Regions from separate parts of the Gossypium hirsutum genome. Here region 1 is linked to region 2. Evidence: chromatin contacts called from public Hi-C data. All regions are on one chromosome and are shown on one strand. Each heading gives the region's core, a stretch centred on a gene start, on an enhancer-like site or on the middle of the called end of the contact. The rest is flanking DNA. Distances are from core to core; before and after follow the strand shown. Region 1 holds the start of LOC107947893 (RING-H2 finger protein ATL39). Region 2 holds the start of LOC107955698.

Region 1 (3,605 bases), core at 1,098-3,597, 300 kb before region 2:
CCTTAGTAAAGTGTTCCATCTTTTTTCCCCCTTGCTTGTTTCACTTTATTTCTCTACTTATCCTCCATTTTCTTTCTATTCTATCTCCTCAAACATGTTCTTCATCAAGTAGTTTGTGGAGATTGGATAAAAATTAGTTGCAAAGCTACTAGGTTATAGCATTTAATCTGTCTTTTGCAGGAGATGGATAAGATAATCCATGCTAATGAAATTGAATGAAAAGGCATTTCCATTTGTGTATTAGTTCAATAATCTTACTATGCAACTTTTTCAAGTGCTTGTATGTGGTTGTCTAAAGTTTATTAAGTTAAGCTTATGCAGAAATACTCAAACCTCTTTGCAATAAGCTTATTTTGTTATTCTATCTATTAGCTGCTTCATTGGGTTTCTATGTATCAACTGCAGTTCGGAGCCAAAATTTGTCTGGTCACCTCTTTTCGTGACACTTGCTACATCGAGATCATGCCCAAACAAGCAAGTCCTACTAGAGGTACATATTATTTATGTCTTGCCTGATTTATTATGCGACTAACCAATGATGCCTTCTCTCTTTCTCCTTTATTTTACCAGCTAATGGTGATGTAATTATTGAAGAAAACCCTAATAAAAAGTTGCTTATTATTGTGTATTCTAGAAATTTGGCTGAGCTTCTGGAGTGAAGTACATTACAATTCATTGTATGCAAGTGGAGGTGAGACCAACTTTAGTAGTTTTCATTTCTTAATTCTTTTTTTATCTTTCACACAATTCTTGCTATTTCATCGGCCAGATGAATGAAGTCCATATACTTATGTATGTTTACAGATGTTCCTACCAGAGCACCAAGAAGAAAGCATTGGCTTTTTTAGGATTGATATAATACGACACATTCCCAGTTTATTTTATCTATTATATGTATATTTTTACTCACCTTTATGTGCCATTCAGAAATAGTTTGCTATTACAAAACTTATTAGTTATTTGATCATTTAACTTTATTTTGTATACAAATAATTAACATTCAGAAAACATAAAAAGTATTGACTGTGCAGCCACCTGTACATTTGCATAAGTTCTTTGTACTCTAATTTGATTCATTTTAGTTCATATCTTTTTTCTAATTTTGAAATTTTAGTCATGTCCTACATAGTAGTAGTTAAAGTTAATTTGGTTATATTCGGCTACTAGTTTTGTATTGTGCATAAGTTGTTGAGTTAATCACTTCTTCAATTTTTGATTTTTTTAGTTCATATATTTTTTGAACGTTGAAATTTCAGTCCTGATCCAAATGATGATTGTTAAATTCGTTAACTAAAATAATCAATGATATTTGAACTAAAACTAAATTCAGATAATGGTATCGGATTGATTGAATTGCAAAATTGAGAATTGTTTATTATTATTATTATTATTATTATTATTATTATTATTATTTATTCTTTGGTTTTAAAAAATAGAAAATAATGATGGTGTTTTTTTTTTAAGTATTTTTTGAAAATAATAAGTTAACATCACATTACATTTGTAGAGATATATTTTTCCATATAAGATGCTACATATAAAAATGAAAATTTAGAATATAGAGTTTAAATTTGCTCATACACTAATAAAAGTCAAATTATAAAATAAAATAAACCACAAATAAATATTATTTTTTGAAGTTAATACAACAAATTATAAAAAGTATCAAAATCTATTACAAAATGTGCATCAAACATCTCATGAAACCAAGTTTAAACATATCATGTCAAGTTCATCGATTTTTTTTTTTTTGCGAAACACTTGAAAGGGAGGGCTAGAAAGAACAAAAAAAAAAGGATCAAACGAAAAAACCGCATCCATTGATAAATGTTGAAGAACAGATCAAATGCTATATACGAATATAAAAGTATAAAAATATGAAACAATTGTAATGCAAAGAAAAGCAGTTAGATCAGGAAGCGTAGATAGAAGCACGACAAAGCGGCCAATGGGAGTGCTTAAGCAACCATCGATCGATGCAAGAAAGATGGTAAACATGTCGGCATTTGCTTAACATCCTGCAACGATCCCCTTCTTTCAGTTCTTCCAGGCATATTGCACAATCCTTGCTTCCACTCTCTCCTTCTTTGGCTGTAGTTTCTTGCGTGCTAATTATATTATTCTTCTTGTCTATTACAACGGTCCCTGCCGGTTGCCGCATGGATTGACGGCCGGCCTCAATGTCTTGAGTCGGATGTCGGAGCTGCCTTCTGGCTTTTTCATAACAAGTCCTTATGATGTAAATTATAAATACTGTTATGGGGAAAGAAGCGACAACACTTAGAATTCCGACAAGATTAAGTGGTCTTTCAACGTCAATCTCAGCCGCTGCTGGTGGCATTGCCATGCTTCCTTCAATGATGAAACACTAGTTTAGTATTGAGTGAATCATAATATTTAAACCCAAGTTTTCCTTTTTCAATTTGTTTGAAATTTCACCTGAAGATTCTTCCGTAGAGAGCAAGTTAAATCTTTCTAACTATACAATTATTTTATTTTATCCCATCATGTTTAATAGAAGAATTAAAAGATAATCGCATTTTTATTTATATACATAAAAACTAAAGTCACATAAGTAATTAACTTTTTTAATTAAAAATATGAAACTATATCTCTTATTGATTCACTATTTGCTATTTTTTACTCTTTTAAAACATACTCCTACAGTATTCTTTATTTTTCACTCACGAGCACTAGTATTTTTATTAAAATTTTAAACTTTATTATTCATTTAGCTTTTATTAATTAACAGAGTTTGATATCGGTTTCTGATCGACTATTATAGATGACAATGGAATCAAGGGTGGCTGTCTTTGCATATCTGATTTTCTATTGGTAGGCAGCTTAGTTTCAGTATCTTCACGCCTCCAACGTAGAAATAGACCTCTCCCAACGCTCTATAATACCATAGGAATCTCGCAGAGAATACCAGGATTTCACAAGATGTAGATAGCATGGTTAGAATTTAGAACAAAGACAAGACAGGCAACAAATCTTGCTTTGCATTTAGAATTAAAACTAAAGTCTGATCATATAAAACATTTCTTTTTCTATTATTACAGGTTGATTTTGAATTGCTCAGAGAAGCCACCCTTCATCCCCCACCCCTCTTCAATAACTCAAGTAGACTAGAAAAGCCACAAACCCACCCAATTTGGGCATCATCAGACTTCCTCGGAGCTACTGTAATTGGAACAGTATAGAAAAGGAGTGTTTCCAAGGTTCAGTAAGCGACCAACTGTACATTCATTTTCATTCCAACCCACTAATACTACGACTCCCCTTGGCAACGGAGCGTCTCAAAGCAGAGCACCAAAATAAAGCTCCCCACAAGCTACACTAACAATTTCCAATCACCAACTCTCCCCCATCACACCACACATTCATTTGTGTTGCTAGAATAAATTCGATCAACTTTCATGATCTTAGGAAAAGGGAAGAAGAGAGGAAGGAGGACAATAATGCATACCTCTTCCCCTCTGTTCTCTCATTCTACATCCTATCAACTGCATTGTTCACAAAATTTGCATGCTACCCTTCCCTTCTTTATTAGACCCTTACCGATTCAGAGTTGATTCGGCTAGTACTTCCAGCAGGCGAACTGG
Region 2 (3,615 bases), core at 191-2,690:
TTTAGAAACAACGAGGAAATCGAAACCCCGTAAGTTAGGGCACAATTCCTCGATATTTCAAAATGCATAACATTGCCTTATTTGGAAAATTTTGTTTTTGAATAGTAACGAATACAATATTCAAGCAACATGTGTTATTTATTTGGGTTAAAATAAGGTGATTTGTTGGATAAATACATTGGGGTTTAATTCGTGAGGCAAATATATGAGATACGAGAGAATGAGTATAAACAATAATACATGGATGACGTCACGTAAATATACAACAACAAGGTGAAAATGTAAGTGAACAATTTATGATACATGCGATGACAATAATGGCTCACATACATCATTCACATACTAACATTAACAATTAATGAACAAAAACATATTTGGCAATCTAAAAAATATAAATAGTACAAAGCAAGTCAAATTGAATAAAGTATAAAACCATAAAGAAAACTAATAGACGAGTTTAAAAATAAATAAAATAAAAGATGAAATTCTTTTTAAAATCAATAATGTATATAAAGCGATTTAAGAAAAGATAATACATATAATTTTTAGAACCAATAATATATGTACATAAAAGCATACTACGGGTAATATAAGAAAATCCTATAATAAATAATAAATAGAATGTTTTAGAATAAACAAATGGAAATTTGAAGGGTACATGAAAACAATTTAAACTAATGAAATAAATTTTAAATAAATAATGCAAAAGATGATTTTTTTAAAAATGGTACTCTGGTGGTTTATAAATTGCTATGAATAATGTTTTCGGCATAAGATAAAATAATATAAAATATACAATAAAAACAAAACAATTTAACACATCATGTGAAATATTTAAAACAAACATGCAAACTAAAAAGGTGAACAGTTTACAAAAGGGAACATAAATAAATAATGTATATATATACACATTCAAATAAATGAACAATGTGACAAATCTTATAAGTAACACGTGAAATTTTAAACTAAATAAATATAACATCTGAATGGCAGCAAATAAAATGTATAAAAACATGATAAAACAATTTGAAATAAAAGGGTGAGGGCTAAATTAAAATAAAAATAAAAAGGGGTATAAATTATAAAATAGAAAACTGCCAGGGGGTTAGATTGAGATACGCGCGAAGAAACTGTGGTCAACTGGGCAATTACCCCAACCCTTAATGCGCTGCGTTTCAATGTTCAGTCCAGGGATCAAATCAGAGATGGAATAAAATAATCGGGCTAAATTTAAAAAGAAAAAAAAGCCAATCGGGACTAAATCAAATATCAGAAAAGGGCCGAGCAATTTCCCATTTAAAGGAAAAACGCGGATCCCCCCGGGTACGGGTCGGGTCGCGAACGGGCACCCCTAAAACGGTGCCGTTTGGGCACTTAGGTCACCCTTCAAAACGCTGCCGTTTCACGCAGCAGATTTAACCCTAAATTTTTTTTGAAAATTCCATTTTTGCAGTCCATTTTTACAGAAAATTCCAAAAGCTTTCTCTCTTCTCTGTTAGGTTTTAAACCCCCCCCCATTTTCACAAAAACAGCAGAGCGTCTCTTGCTCTCTATCCCTCCTCCATGGCCGACCATGGATTCATTGGGAGATCCCCCATGTCCCATGCCGCGAACGGCGACCAGCGCTACATGGAAAGGGTCTCTTCGACCCTCTTTTTGAACGGGTTTGAAGTAGGAACACTCACGACCACAGCAACGCAAGGGAAAAGGGAGGACCCATCGGCTCCTCACCCTCTGCCACGGCCGTTGGTCGAACCCCAGGGGTGCGACGGCCATCAGATCGGCAAAAGGACACCGGAGCGCACCCAAATGGCTAATCGAAGGTGTGTTTTTATCCTCCTTTCCCTTATTATTTTTTCGTAAATAAAAAATAAGAAAACAAAATAGAATGCAAAGAAAATCGGAAACTGAAACACCAACAAAATATTCACCTTTCGAAAATTCTATTCTTTTTTTGATTAATCTTGTTTGCAAAGTGTTTTTCTTTTCTTCTTTCAAAATTTCTCCCTTCGGTTTTATAACCGATTACAATAACAATAAAAAATGCTCTTATTCCTCTGTTGTGGCTGCTGTTTTTGTTGTTTGTGTTTGCAGGGTATGGGCGTGTCAGACGCATGGAGGGAGCATATGCCGGTGGTGGTGCGCGAGGCGGCCATTGGTTGGCCGAGTGTGCTGCTGAGGGTTGAGGGCTGCTGCTGTTTTCTCTTCTCTGCAGGGGGCTAGGATTTGGGCTTTAGGGTTTGTATTTAATTGGGTTTGGTCTTTTAGTTTGGGCAGGGCATAATTGAGCCTGTACAGTTTGAATTAGAATTAAGTTAAGAATAAAAAATTAATATTTGAAATAAACATATATTAATTACTATTTGTGACTGTCAAAACTATTTTTTTGAAAACGGGAATCAATTTTGTTTGAAAGCGAAGATTAAAACAGGAGTCGCCACTGATCTTTATTAGGTGTGAACGGATCATCTTTGTTTTTATAAAACATGCTAGTTTACTAAAACGGTGTTTTTGGTCTACGAAACTCAAGAGAAAAAAGGTTCGGGAGTCGGTTACGTGCGAGGAAGGGTTAGCACCCTCGTCACGCCCAAAATTGGTACCAAATTGATTAGTTAATGTCTTAATGTCGAAAGTTGAAAAATCAGAAACGGATTTAAAATGTGATCCTTTTTCATTAACGTTGATTTTTTTTTTTAAGAAATGCTTGAATTAGACCAAAACGATTGTTAAAGATTTATTTGTCTCGAGATATCGGAGTATCACATCTCGTAAGTTAGGACACAATACCATGAACTCCCGAGCACAAGTTTGTCCTTAATTTTGATTGGGAATCCTTATGTTTTAAAACTCAAAAGGATATTTGGCAATTTAGAATCAACGAGAAAATTGAACCCCCGTAAGTTAGGGCACAATTTCTCGATATTCCAAAACGCGAAACATTGTCTTGTTTTAAAATTTTTGTGTTGAATAATAGCGAATTCAATATTTAAACGACGTACGTTGTTTGCTTGGATTAAGATAAAATGATTTATTGGATGAATGTAACGAGACTTGATTCATGAGGTGACGATATGAAATAAAAACATAGTGCGACATGGAACGATGATGCATGAATAAACATTACACAAATAAACGACAAAAATACAAGAAAAAAAAACGAAATCAACAAATTAAAATACACAATGGCAATAATCACACAACATACATTATTAAATACCAACTCTAATAATCAGAACCAATGAATTAAATAATACATATATAGCAATCTTAAAAATAAAATAAGTATAAAGCAAATTAAAATAAATAGAATGTAAAATGATTTCAAGAATGGTAATAAATGAGTTCCAAAATAATGTAAAAAAAAAATTAAAATCAGCGATGTATAAAACGGTTTAAAAAACAGATTATATATATATATAATATTTTAAAGTAGATAATATATATAAATATAAAAGTGTAAAATAAATATTATAAAGAATATTAAAATAAATAATAGTAGAATAATTTAAAATAAATGAAAAGAGTTTAAAATAAGGCATATGAAATAATTTAAAATAATTAATAAATCAATCTAAAACTTATATACTAAAAGTTTAAAATAATATGTAAAAGGAA

The links. A called contact is a pair of places that touch in the nucleus more often than the background predicts.
Region 1: a contact with region 2 is called in a Hi-C map of leaf, with 2.2 times the contacts expected there. The contact joins the promoter of LOC107947893 here to the promoter of LOC107955698 in region 2. A contact is called at or near these places in 7 of 34 Hi-C or Micro-C datasets (leaf and petal).

Annotation. Positions count from the first base shown.
Region 1 is chrA07:85,152,638-85,156,242 of Gossypium_hirsutum_v2.1, reverse strand. It overlaps LOC107947893 (RING-H2 finger protein ATL39), which reads right to left and starts at 2,347. Exons shown (of 1, transcript XM_016882397.1): 1 at 1,913-2,347. The coding sequence starts at 2,347. The coding sequence ends at 1,913. It overlaps LOC107948554 (protein PAT1 homolog 1), which reads right to left. Exons shown (of 5, transcript XM_016883141.2): 5 at 2,985-3,605. The coding sequence ends at 3,550. It overlaps LOC107948555 (OVARIAN TUMOR DOMAIN-containing deubiquitinating enzyme 11), which reads left to right. Exons shown (of 10, transcript XM_016883142.2): 8 at 406-490; 9 at 635-691; 10 at 805-1,051. The coding sequence ends at 848.
Region 2 is chrA07:84,850,115-84,853,729 of Gossypium_hirsutum_v2.1, reverse strand. LOC107955698 reads left to right here and starts at 1,440. Exons shown (of 2, transcript XM_016891496.2): 1 at 1,440-1,823; 2 at 2,095-2,362. The coding sequence starts at 1,564. The coding sequence ends at 2,179.